3 separate regions of the Anser cygnoides genome follow, and regions 2 and 3 are each linked to region 1. A link is a contact called in public Hi-C data. All regions are on one chromosome and are shown on one strand. The core of a region is the stretch at or near the end of the contact, and the rest is flanking DNA. Distances in the headings are between cores, read along the strand shown. Region 1 overlaps UBE2H (ubiquitin conjugating enzyme E2 H). Region 2 holds the start of NRF1 (nuclear respiratory factor 1). Region 3 holds the start of SMKR1 (small lysine rich protein 1).

What was found. Hi-C and Micro-C count contacts between places; a contact is called where the count stands out from the background.
Region 2: a contact with region 1 is called in a Hi-C map of liver, with 5 times the contacts expected there. The contact joins the promoter of NRF1 here to the enhancer-like site in region 1. A contact is called at or near these places in 2 of 7 Hi-C or Micro-C datasets (both in liver).
Region 3: a contact with region 1 is called in a Hi-C map of liver, with 2.9 times the contacts expected there. The contact joins the promoter of SMKR1 here to the enhancer-like site in region 1. A contact is called at or near these places in 2 of 7 Hi-C or Micro-C datasets (both in liver).

What each region holds. Positions count from the first base shown.
Region 1 is chr1:1,517,133-1,520,816 of Taihu_goose_T2T_genome, forward strand. The region is part of intron 3 of UBE2H (ubiquitin conjugating enzyme E2 H); the gene reads right to left. Among named protein-coding and RNA genes, the nearest start is that of UBE2H, 34 kb to the right of the region's middle. Within about 2 kb of position 2,424, at least 1 of the 3 cell types and tissues checked has open chromatin away from gene starts, as enhancers often do. A contact at or near this core is called in liver, where this site is marked.
Region 2 is chr1:1,422,749-1,426,583 of Taihu_goose_T2T_genome, forward strand. It overlaps NRF1 (nuclear respiratory factor 1), which reads left to right and starts at 2,263. Exons shown (of 14, transcript XM_066995931.1): 1 at 2,263-2,409.
Region 3 is chr1:1,406,254-1,410,184 of Taihu_goose_T2T_genome, forward strand. It overlaps SMKR1 (small lysine rich protein 1), which reads left to right and starts at 1,664. Exons shown (of 3, transcript XM_066996627.1): 1 at 1,664-1,686; 2 at 2,389-2,446. The coding sequence starts at 2,444. LOC125182643 (a long non-coding RNA gene) reads right to left here and starts at 1,547. Exons shown (of 3, transcript XR_010831503.1): 1 at 166-1,547.

The sequences.
Region 1 (3,684 bases), core at 1,174-3,673:
TGGTTGCACCACGCTGTGCCGCGCGGACACCTGCGGGTTTGGCAGACTGCGGCCACCCTTCGGTGCTTAAACCGGACACCACATCCACGGAGGTGACACCGGGCCACCCGCTCCTGCCCTAGAGATTTCCAATTCTTCTCCGTCATCTTCGCGCTCACCCGAGGAGCGATCCCTTCTTTCAGTGCCCTTGGTCTCGAGCTCTCCACGTTGAACAGCTGCTGTTCGAGGCCGAGCACGAATATCCCCTCCCTGCGCTCCTCACGTCCTCGGCTGTTGCCGCATCTTCTCACAACTCTCCAAGGTCCCCCCAGCCTCCTGCTCCTGTAGATGCAAACTGCCCACCCCCAGCACAACTTTGATCGTATTTTCCCTCTTCCTGACCCAGATACGAGTCCAATCCGTCCTCTCCTCCTCGTTGGAAAGTCACCCTCAGTGACGAAGCACCAACCTCGCTCCGGTAACGCCGCCTTTCTCTGTATTTCTACAAATGCAGAGCACAAAGCAGGAGTGTCCAATTTGCAGAGGAAGCCAGGAGTGGAAAAAAAGCCTTCCCTGCCAGCATAAATACAGCGGCAGGTTCACTGCCACAGCACCGAGTACAACACATCCCTGATTAACTGATTAAATTAACTGATTAAAGCGCCACGCAAAACTTTGGGGAAGCAGCGAGGACCCCAGGGAGGTCCCAGGCCCTTGATTTTGGGTTCCCACCGCAGCCAGGAGCACGAAGCTGAGCCCCCTGAGCCTGTGCAGCCGTCGTTCTGGGTGCTGGACTGCATGTGAACACTTCACTAAACATTTTAGCACTCACGCGGACCACCGATTCCCTGGAAAACCCGACGTTTAGGTGGAGTTCTGGCAGGGTGACCGCAGCCCGTATTTTCCATACGGAGACACCACGATCCAGGAGAGCCTCTCGAGGTAAAGCAGGCCTGCAGGAAACCTGTACTGACAACAAGCTTTGGGTGAAAGCAGAAAAAAAAATACACCCATAAAGGGGTTGCACAACAGAAAGGGACCTATCTGTTCCAGGGCTGGAAGGTGCTGGGACCCACACGCAGGTGCTGACCTTCAAAAACGGTGATATTTCTGCAGCAGCCCTGGAGTAATCGCTCCTTGGCTCGGCAGAGCCTTTGAAGGGAAGTGTATTTGTACATGAAGTCAGCTGGAAGAAAGGCTGTCAGTCTTCCCCGGCTGCTGTCAATGCTCACACGGTTGCGGGGTTGGCCGCGCTCCAGGTGAAGTTCTCCCACCGAGCTCCCGCAGCAGCCAGGATGAATCCAAAAAGCCCGGTGCTGAGCCGCGGTCGGGTCAAAGCGGTGCTGAGCCTCGGGCCCGGGGCTGGGCAATAGCTGAGCGCAGGGGAAAACCGAGAGGAATTTCAGACTTGTGTTGATGTCGAAGGATCTCCTGAATAATTCCAGCCTGAAGCTCTCAGGATCGGGCTGGGAAGCGCTGCCAGACCCAAGGCACTCCGGCAAGCTGCCGTGCCAGTGAGCTCCCCTCCAAGAAGCTCTCCTCCAAGAGGCAGAGCCCGAGCACTCTGGCGAGTTGGGAACACCGAGGGCACCCGGGGCAGCTTTGTCCTGCCTTTGTCCTGTGGAGCCAACAAGCAGAAAGCTCCTGCGAGGGGCAGTACCACGCTGATCACTCCCCCTATCATCACGCCTGCGTGGCTGGACCGTAATTGAGGCAGGGTCCTACCTTAGTACATCCCTCGTCTATTTGGGAAAATAGAAGGCTCTGGCTTTACCTGAAAACTTGCAGAAAACAGGGATCAGGCCTGGAGACCGCCTCCCTGCTCTTGCTACGGGTGCTGGCCCGCGGCAGCGGAAGGGTTTCTGCGCCCACCGGTGCTCCTCCAGGTCAGGCGCTGGGCACCATCCAATGAGCAGCGCTTCCAAAGTGCCCGCTGCTTCTCCAAGCTCCAAGTACAGCCAGCTTAGCTGTACGAGAGGTCCCCAAAAGACCTGAGAGATCCCCCAAAAGATGCTTTTTTTTTGCTGCAGCACAGCTCTTTAAAGCCGTGAAGCATGCACGGAGGAAAACGAGCAAGCGATCAGGGCATCCCAGCCCCCTTGCTGAGCAGGGGGACAGCTGCACAGGCTGCCCCACGCCAGTGGTAGCTGCAAAAGGACATCCCACCTGCTCGGGGGAACGTGCCAGAGCAGGGCCAGTTATATCTGGGACTTACCTAGCCCCCAGCCACCACCGCTTGCCCACGTGTTGGCGCTCTGCTGGCGAAGCAGGGCCAGCTGGACGTTTCTCCGTCCGACCAACTGCGACAGCACGTTCACGTCTACGTGCCACCGGTGCGCCGAGCGAGCAGCCGATCCGACAGGCGTACAGCCGCCTTCCCTGCCTTCCAGGGCAGGGGACTGACAAGGCTGAAAGTTTTGTTTTTCAGTGAGAGACTAAAGGCAAATCAGGAAATCGCTCAGACTGCCTGGCTGGGGAGGTGGGAAGGTGGTTACGGGCTCTCCGAAGCAGGATGCAGTGAGTTTCAACACCGCACCAAGCCCACGTGGCTCGGGTGAGCACCCGAGGCGCAGGGCACAACGATGTGCACAGAGATCAGCACGCAGAAGAGCCCGTATGCAGCACAGAGAGATCAAGAACACTTTTTCCTCCACTTTTTTTTTTAACCACAGGACAACCTAGCTAATGGAAAAAAGTCTTCCAAATACTCGTGCTTCCAAATACTTGTGCAACGTTGCCAAACAGCCAGATAAGATTAGTCTAAAATTAATGTTTAGTACTTCCCTCCCCCCTCTAAACACTCAAAAGCCTGCAAGAGAACACGCACTTTAAAAAAAAACAACAAAAAACCCCACGCTGCACTCATTTCAGGGACTGCCTGCTTGTGTAACCGATCACGAGCGCGCCACGCACTGCGGGTTGAGAAACCGCAGTGGGAGACGGAGGAGAGGGCACGAGAGCAAGGCTGCTGCCCCAGCCCTCCCCGTAGTCCCCTGGGGACACTGGGACTACTGGTCTACCTCGTCTGGCGCTCTCAGGTCAGTGAGGTCTCACTGAGAATTACAAGGATTTCATTTTTTTTTTTTTTTTATGAAATTCAGGGGCTAGGAGCTCCTTCAGGATACAAAGTCGAGCACAAGGCTGCGCACCGACCGTGGAGGCATCCGTCACGGCGCTGGCGCGAGGGGGCTGCGTAACATCAGCTCGCCAACAGAAGCAGAACAGTTTATATTACCCCACTCAACTTTTAGTGGCTTTTCAAAACAACGCCATAAATAATCCCGCAGCAGCTTCCACGAGGGAAATATCAGGAGAGAAAAAAATACGGCCGTAGGGGATGGGAAATGGTGTCGAGAGCTGTCAACTCCGGACCCCCTGCCCAGAGGGAATCGCTGAGCCGCCCCTTCCTGGGAGCGGAGAGGCAGCAGCAGCAGCTGGGGAGCTCGTGGCTGAGAGCTGCAAGCTCTGAGAAAAAAAAAAAAACCAAAGCAATTGCCCAATATCACTTTGTCTGACTGCTCAGGTGCACCGTCACCTGATGCCCAGAGCCTGGCACAGAAGGCAGCGAATCCGTGCCAAGCCAGGCTCGAAAACACCTCCCCAATTTTGTCTGGCTGTGGCAGGGGAGATGCAGAGGGTGCAGAGCGTGCGTCAGACCGCAGCGGAGCCGGGAATACAGATTACCTTCGGGTGCCTCATCTTTCC
Region 2 (3,835 bases), core at 1,013-3,512, 95 kb before region 1:
GTCATGTCAGCCATCCCTCTCCCTGAGGCAGGAGCAACTCTACCTACAGCATTCCTGAGCAGCATTTGCCCAACCTGTTCTTAAAACCTCCAAGAGGGGAGACTCCAGAGCCTCCGGAAGCCCTTCCAGTATTCTGTCATCCTACCATTACGGAAGTTTTTTGGTGCCTCACGTGGCTCTACCTTCCTGTGATGTACAGGGAAGTGACCTTCCTCCCTCCAGCCCACTGCGGGTTACACCAGGCCTGTCGGGTGGCACAGTCCCGGCTCTCCGTGCTTGTGGCCCCGTTCCAAAACTGCTGATTAGCACAAGGGAATTCCACAGCTATTACAGTCCGCATCAGCTGCCTCTACGTCTGCCTGCACCGGCAGGGCATTACCCTGTCTTCACGGAGCAGCAAGCCACCGCTAAGACATGGCTCTGCAGCAAGAGCTACATTCACCTCAGCAACTGGTGTAAGTCATCATTTGGCCCGGATCCACATTTTGTGCCTATGGGAGACCAACGATGGAAATCAAGAGCATCACAAACTCAGAGTAACTGAGTCTACGGGCTAAGATGGCATTCGTGCAAAAAGCAGAGGTGTTTTTTCCCCAAAAAATGCACTATGAGAGTGTGCACGTGGCTGCAGAGCTCCCAGAGAAACGCAGGGGCACCGCAGAGGCAACAACTGGAGTGTGACTGCAGAGTGGACATTCGATCCCGAGCTGACCTGACACGCATGCCAATTGCCTCGGCTGGCTCTGCAGACGAGGCACGTCTCTGAGAGGTTTTCGTCCTGTGCTTTCCATATTCTTGCATCTTCAGATGGTCGTAGTGCGGTCATAACTTCCTGCCCTAGGAAGCCATTTACAATTGCTTTATTGTATTTGTTAATAGAAAAATTGGTGGCTGTGCTTCATTCCGCCTATGGGATGAAGTTATTTCTGTATTTGGCTATCAGTTTATACAATTTGCAGAGTGCTGTGAGCTGGTAGGCATGTGAGATACGTTCCATTTTAGAGGGATTGGTATTGCATGCTTCAAGGGAAGCTGTAAAATTCCAGTAGTGGATATTAGTATAATGAGAAAAATATTATCACTTTTAGTACAGTGACATACCCATGGAAGAGGTTTCTACTAGGCACAGATGGTAGGCTGACGTCCTGAAATTAAAAAAAAAATGTATATGCAACAAAAATAAAACCATGATTGCTGTAATATAAAAGCCTACTGAATTTTTGACCTGTCAGGTCTCTAGTGGAGCGCTTAACATACATCTAAGATCTTTATGGAAGGAACTTTACTGAAAATATTTTGCTTTCCAGGCTGCTGTAAACCAGCTTAACTTTTCTCTTGAGCACCCGTCCACGTTGCACTTTCCACGCCATTCTTTAGTTGAGGAGAACACATCTTAAATTTGTCCGTTTTGGTGCATCTGTGTGAAGTCCCTCCTTAAGACTCCCTCCTGTAAATCACACTTGTATCTATTTTTACTATTTTGTACAATTTTTTGTGCTATTTTTTCCTTTTTCCTGTATTTTAAGTGCTTTACACTTCAGGTTCCCACTGAAACCACAGGCTGCCCTCGAACGCGGACACCTTCCTGTGACAGGGCCGCGGTCCCAGTACAGGTCTCTGAGCCCTGATGTGACAATACAAGAAAATGTTAGACCTCATGTATCAGAAAGAGCAGCTTCGTGTTATTTTGCGTTATTTTTAAACCCGGATTAGCTCAGCAATATGGCTTCTCCTACCACCGAACTAGGGTTTGGGGGTGGTGGAGGTGGGAAGGGACGCCCGAGCGGCGGGCCAAAACGTTGCGAAACGTGCTTTTTTGTTTTTTGACAGCAAAACGCCACGGGGATGGCCGGGGCCGCCTCACCGCGGGCAGCCATACCCCGGCTCCCCCTCAGGGCTTTCCCGCCCGCCTCCCTGAGGCGCGCGGCGACCTCCCCAAGATGGCGCCGCCCCCTCCCTGCCCCCCCCCCCCCCGACCTCCCCAACATGGCGCCCCCCCCCCCAACCCCACTCCCCACCTTTACCCCCCAACCCCCCCCCCCACCCCTCCACCACCCCCCGACCTCCCCCGCATGGCGGCGGCGCCACCTCCCTCCCTCCCTCCCCAGCCCCTCGCCCTCCTCCTCATGGCGGCGGCGCCGGGCTATGACGCCATACTCCCTCCTCCCCCCCCCCCCCTCCTTTCTCCTTCTCCCCCCCCCCCCCCCCCCACTTCGGCCTCCTCCTCCTCCCGCCGCCGCCGCCGCCGCCGCCCGCCGCTCCCCGCCTCTCCCGCTCGCCATCGCGGCGGCTCAGGGCGAGCCCCGCCGGCGTCCCCCCCCCCGCGGCTCCGCTCCCTCCCTCCCTCCCCGGCCTCCACCCGCCGCGGGCTTCCACGGCGCAGGCCCGCCGCAGCGCAGCCGCTCTGAGGTGAGCGTCCTACCGCGCAATCTCCCAGCTCCTCCAGCCCCGGCGCAGCCGCAGCAACGCGGGGGCCCCCGCCGGCCGGCCCAGGCACCCCCCCCCCCACCCACCCCCGGCGCCCGCTCCTCACCTCACGGGGACGGCTTCGGGCCGCGCTAGGCCTCGGGATGAAGGGGGGGGGGGACGGGGACACGACACGCACCACGACGGGGAACGGGAGGCGCCCGCCCCGGCCGCCGGGGGGGGGCTGCGGGAGGCCTGAGGGGAGCCCCCGGGCCTCGCGCCGGTGCCGGGCCCGGAGAGGGAGGCGCGGGACCGGGCAGGGCCGCTGAGGGCCGGGGGGGGGCACCGGGAGCACGGCCCCGGTCCCTGCAGGCCCCCCCCCCCCCCCCCCCCCCCCGGGTCTCGGCTGCCCCCGGGGTTTTACCTCAGGGCTCCGTTCGAGTTATTTCCCCCCCCCTTTTTTCCCCCCTTCTCACTTCTCCCCGCGTTAATTCCCCCCCCCCTTTATTTTTTTCACGCCTAATTGCCTTACGTTTTTTCCCTCTTCCCCCCATTTTTATTTTTTTTTCCTTTTCCCCTCCCCTTTTTATTTTTCCCCCGTCTTCCTCACCATTTTTAATATTTTCTTTTCCCCCTTTTTAATTCCTTCCCCTTTTTATTTTTTCCCTTCCCCCCCTTTTTAATATTCTTTTTTTCCTCCTTTTTTAATATTCCACCTTTTAAATTTTTTCTCCTCTTCCCCCTCTTTTAATTTTTTTCTCCTCTTCCCCCCCTTTTAATTTTTTTCTCCTCTTCCCCCCCTTTTAAATTTATTCTCCTCTTTTCATTGCCCTTTTAATTTTCCCCCGTTTTATTTTTCCTCTCTTCCACCCGTTTTATTTTTTCCCTCTTCCCCCCGTTTTAATTTCCCCCCTTCTTACATTCCCTCTCTTTTTATATTTCGACCCCCCTTTTTCTCCCTTTGTATATTTTCCCCCCTTTTTATATTCCCCCTCTTCCCCCCCTTCTTATATTCTCCCCTTTTTACTCCCCCCCTTCTCCCCCCCCCTTTTTATATTTTCTCCCCTTTTCCCCCTCTTTTCATTCCCCCACCGTTTTTTATAAGTTTTTCCCCCTCTGCCCCCCCCCATTTAACATTTCCCCCCAGAGGAGCTCCCCATGCCCCGGTGCCCCCCTGCCCGTCCCAGCGGTGCTCAGCAGGGGCAGCGCACTCAGGGGCTCATCCCCACGGGTTTTTGCCCCCCGCGGGGCCGCGAGCCTTTCCAAAATCTGGTGGTTTACCCCCAGAAGGGCCCTGCAGGTGTGGTTTTACCCCCGCGCAGGGCCCTGTACGCCCGGCCAGGCTGAATGAGGCTCGCCCCGCGTCCGGACGCGGGCATTTGCTCCCCGGTTTCACTGGGGGACGTCACGGCTTCGGGGTCGCCCGCAC
Region 3 (3,931 bases), core at 414-2,913, 110 kb before region 1:
TTTACTTAAATGTTTGTATTTAGTACACTGTAATATATACAATTATCATACTAAGGGAGAAAACAAAGGCTGGACGGCTATTATATCTGATAAATAAAATAAATTCATTTCTATTTAAAAAAAAAAAAAGCTTTTAAAAAATACACATAGGTCTGCAGTACGTACCATTGCATTAAAATGCCTGTCATTTGAAATTTATTTTGTAGCTTCCAGCTCCCAAAATTAAGGGAATCCTTTTTTTTTTTTTTTATGTTGAAATTATTCTGAAACAAAGCTGTCTTCCTACAGGTTCACGTCCCATTGCCCTTAAATACCATTTTGTCCTCCCCACTGCAGGAACAGCACATGCTGCTGCCAAACAGACTAGAGAAGGGCTGAGCTGTGCTGACATTTCCTCAGCCGAGATATTAATAGTGTCTGTCTCCCACGCTCGGCACAGCTGACAATTTTCATGAAACTCATAGGAAATTAATATATTTGAACTCTTGGCTTTGTGTCAAACTCGGTTAGAGCTGGTTTGAAAGTTATGGCACAGGGGAGGGCAGGCAACCCGTGTGGTGGTACAAGCCCCTTTTCCTTAGGAAACTGCACTAAATTCCAAGCTCCTACCTGAAGACAAGTTTGAAAATATGATAAAGTGCATTCTACAGGCTTATGGACAAGAAAGCAGATTCCAAGAGGCTAATATCTGAGAGAAAAATGGAAGAACCAGGTTCTAGGCAGACTCATCGAAGTGTTGGGGTTTGGCGATAGAATGATTACGAGCTTTTTCTTTGTTTTACATTTTATTTATTTATTTATTTTTTTTATAAGGTGATTCAGCTCCTGATACTTTCCACTTTTTGCACTTTTTGCTTTGGACTCCTGTCACTTTGCAGATGGGAGCACACAGCAGTGAAAGCCTGGTGCTGAGGGATGTGGAACAGAAACCCGCCTCGCAACCTCTCCACGGCATTTAACAAAAACAGTGTTTGTGAGTAGTACCCTGGCTGTGAAAAAAAAATAAAATAAAAAATGAAAAAATAAAAAAGGTGCAGGGCACCAAAATCGTCCCTTCAGCTGCCTGCTCCTCCCTGTGACACCTCAACTTCATGTGGCTTCACTTATACCTTGGATATCAGCTTTATTTTTATCACTTTAAGGGATTTTTCAGAAAACATCCAAGCTCTATTTGATGCCGGCTCTCTGATGCTGTGGTTCTCAACTCAGCCCAGATCAGAGGTCGTTTTTAAAAATGTTTCTGTGGTACGTGACACCGGTTTAACTAAGAGCACACCCCACGATTGTGCAGACCATAGAGGTGCGAGCTGCGCCTCCTCCAGCACAGCCCAGAAGCTGAGGCCAGGGATACCCCAACGCAATTTTGTGTTTTTGCCCCCAAATACCCCAACCCAAAGCTTTCTGCCCCCAAATACACAAAAGCTCACTTAATACTCTGTGAAACCCCGATTTTTCCCACAACCTTTGAAAAAAAAACGCCTTTTCTTTCTCTAAAACAAAAACTATTGCGGTACTTTTTTAAAAAAATGTATTTATTCTTCCAGCGCCCTTCCGCGGGCCGTTTCGTTCCCCTCAGCGCGGGGAGCTCTTTCCCGCCCTTTTCCTGAGGCAGCCGTTGCCGCCCCAACGGTCGGTGGCGGCGGGTTGGGCCTCGCCGCCCTCCGCTGCGCATGCGCAGGGGGACAGGTGGGGGGGGGCGGGCGCCATGGCAACGGGGCAGCTGCGGCCGGGGGGGCCGGGACCGGGACCGGGACCGGGATCAGAACCGGGACCGGGACCGGGATCGGGATCGGGATCGGGATTGGGATCGGGATCGGGACTGGGATCCGGACCCGTTCAGCGCTTGGGGTCCGCCGCAGGCAGGGCGTGGGGGTGCGGTGGGCTGAGGGTAGCGCTGGATCGCCGCGTTACTGGGGGCCGGGAAGAAGCTGTGGAAAATTTTTAATGAAATTTTATATTTCTTCTATTTTTTTTTTTTTCACGCGTGGAAAAGGGGACAGGAAGGCTTTGGGAGCTGAGGAGGGAGGCGGTGGGATCCTGCCCTGGGCTACCCTAGCGCTGCCTACTACTAGGGTCTCGCTGTGGAGCCACTGGGGGCTGTGGCCCAAGCTCTGCTCTGCTCTTTCCTCCTCTCCTTTCCTCCTCCCTGGCCAAGCACGTGCTGCTAGAGGAGATCACAAAGTCTGTACAGGGAATCTCCCAGTCCTGGACCCTGGCAGAGCTCAGAGTTACCTCACTGGTGGTGCTGTGCTTTTAGGTATGGCACCCCGGGACCTGGCTTTCCAAGGACCTATTTTCCCACTTCCTTTATCCTCTAACTAAAGTTTAGGGCAAATAATACTAACTTGTTACACAATGTGTAACTCGCTACGTGATTGTGTGTTGCAGGGACCGTCTTCAGGGCTTAGCGTGGAGTCTCCCAGCTCACTGAAAGGACTTAACCATGGTAATGCAGGTTTGATTCTTTCAATGTGTGTTGATTCCACATTTTAAGGAAGGGGCGTTAATAGCCAAAAGGCTCCATTCCACAACTGCAGGGCATAACCTGACCTGCACACTTTCATGTTGTGTGCAGGTAAGCCACACATTCTGGTTTTTAGATTTTTCTTGGTGTTCTCGCTGTTTACAGACCATAGGCTGTAAAATTCTGTAGGCATCTTAGAAAGCCCCAAATCCAATTCCTTGTGGGTGAATGAAAACACCACACAAATGCAGATATCCTGGTGGTTTTTTGAAGAGTTAGGAACTCTGATCTGCTTCACTCCTGCCTCTAACTGCCAAAAAAGAGCTGCACTCTGTTCAACTTTGCACTCTGTTCAACTGATTGCCTGATAAATCCATAAGAAATTCCGGGACTGTTGGCTGGTATGCCGTGTGTTGGCTCCGGCACTGCCTTATGTGCGTGTGTACGCACGAGGTGTGACTTCTGACAGCGTTTGTGATGCTGTGCTGGAGGAGCTTGTTAGCTTCCCACGTTTTGGGAACCCCTTCTCTAGGCTGTGCTGGAGCGCGTGAGCTGACTGCAGACTGCAGCTTACCGATGCCACCACATTTAATAAGAGACAGAAAAGACAGTTGCTGACAATGACTGACTGCTGACATTCAAAGCCCTGAGGTCAGAGGTATCTGTTGCAGAGAGACAGCAGGAGCAGTGAGTCAGCTTTAGACCAAAGACATTCCCTGCTTCTCACTGCAGACTTATTACGACAGCTTCGCCTTACCTGTAAGCACCTTTTTTATTTTGAAAGATCAGCTACAGGCCAGATTCTGACCAGGAACCTAATTAACGCTCACAAAATCTGCCCATGACCCTGCTGGGAGCACAAACTGGGAGCGTGGTTCAGGAGGCTGGCTGAAAAATCTGATGTAAGCATCCACTCTGAAGTGTACACATTCCGGCACATAAAGTATTCAACAAATTCTGTCCAATTAAGGTCTGTATGAAAGGCTTGTCGCCCTCTCTGATGCATGTCTGGGTTCAAGTAGTTTGCAGTCTGCATGACTGAAACTTTAGGAACAATGCCACCAGCATCTGCAGCTTTCGCTCTGTATTTTCTGCTGGTCTGTCTTTTTTGTTTCTCTTGTGCGTAGTGGTGTGTTTTGTATGGACCTCTTGATTTCTATTTTTTTTTTCTATTTACTTGCCCGCATTCGTTCACGTTGTGCTCTTGGCTGACTGAAGATCGTACCCCCGAGTTCTCATTCCCTGGAAAAATATGCTACGCGTACTGCCTTCGCCTAGTTTGTGCCTGGCTGATAGTTACGTACGGCCTTTGCACCTATCCGTTTTATTCTGAATGAATCGCACAGAACTGTTAATTAGTGGTATGCAAAACTAGTCAAATAACAGAAATGGGTGGGCAGATGCAGAAGGTGACTCGGTGTGTACTAAAAGTGCTCTTGGCGTCAGACCGGGGGTCGAATACTTTCA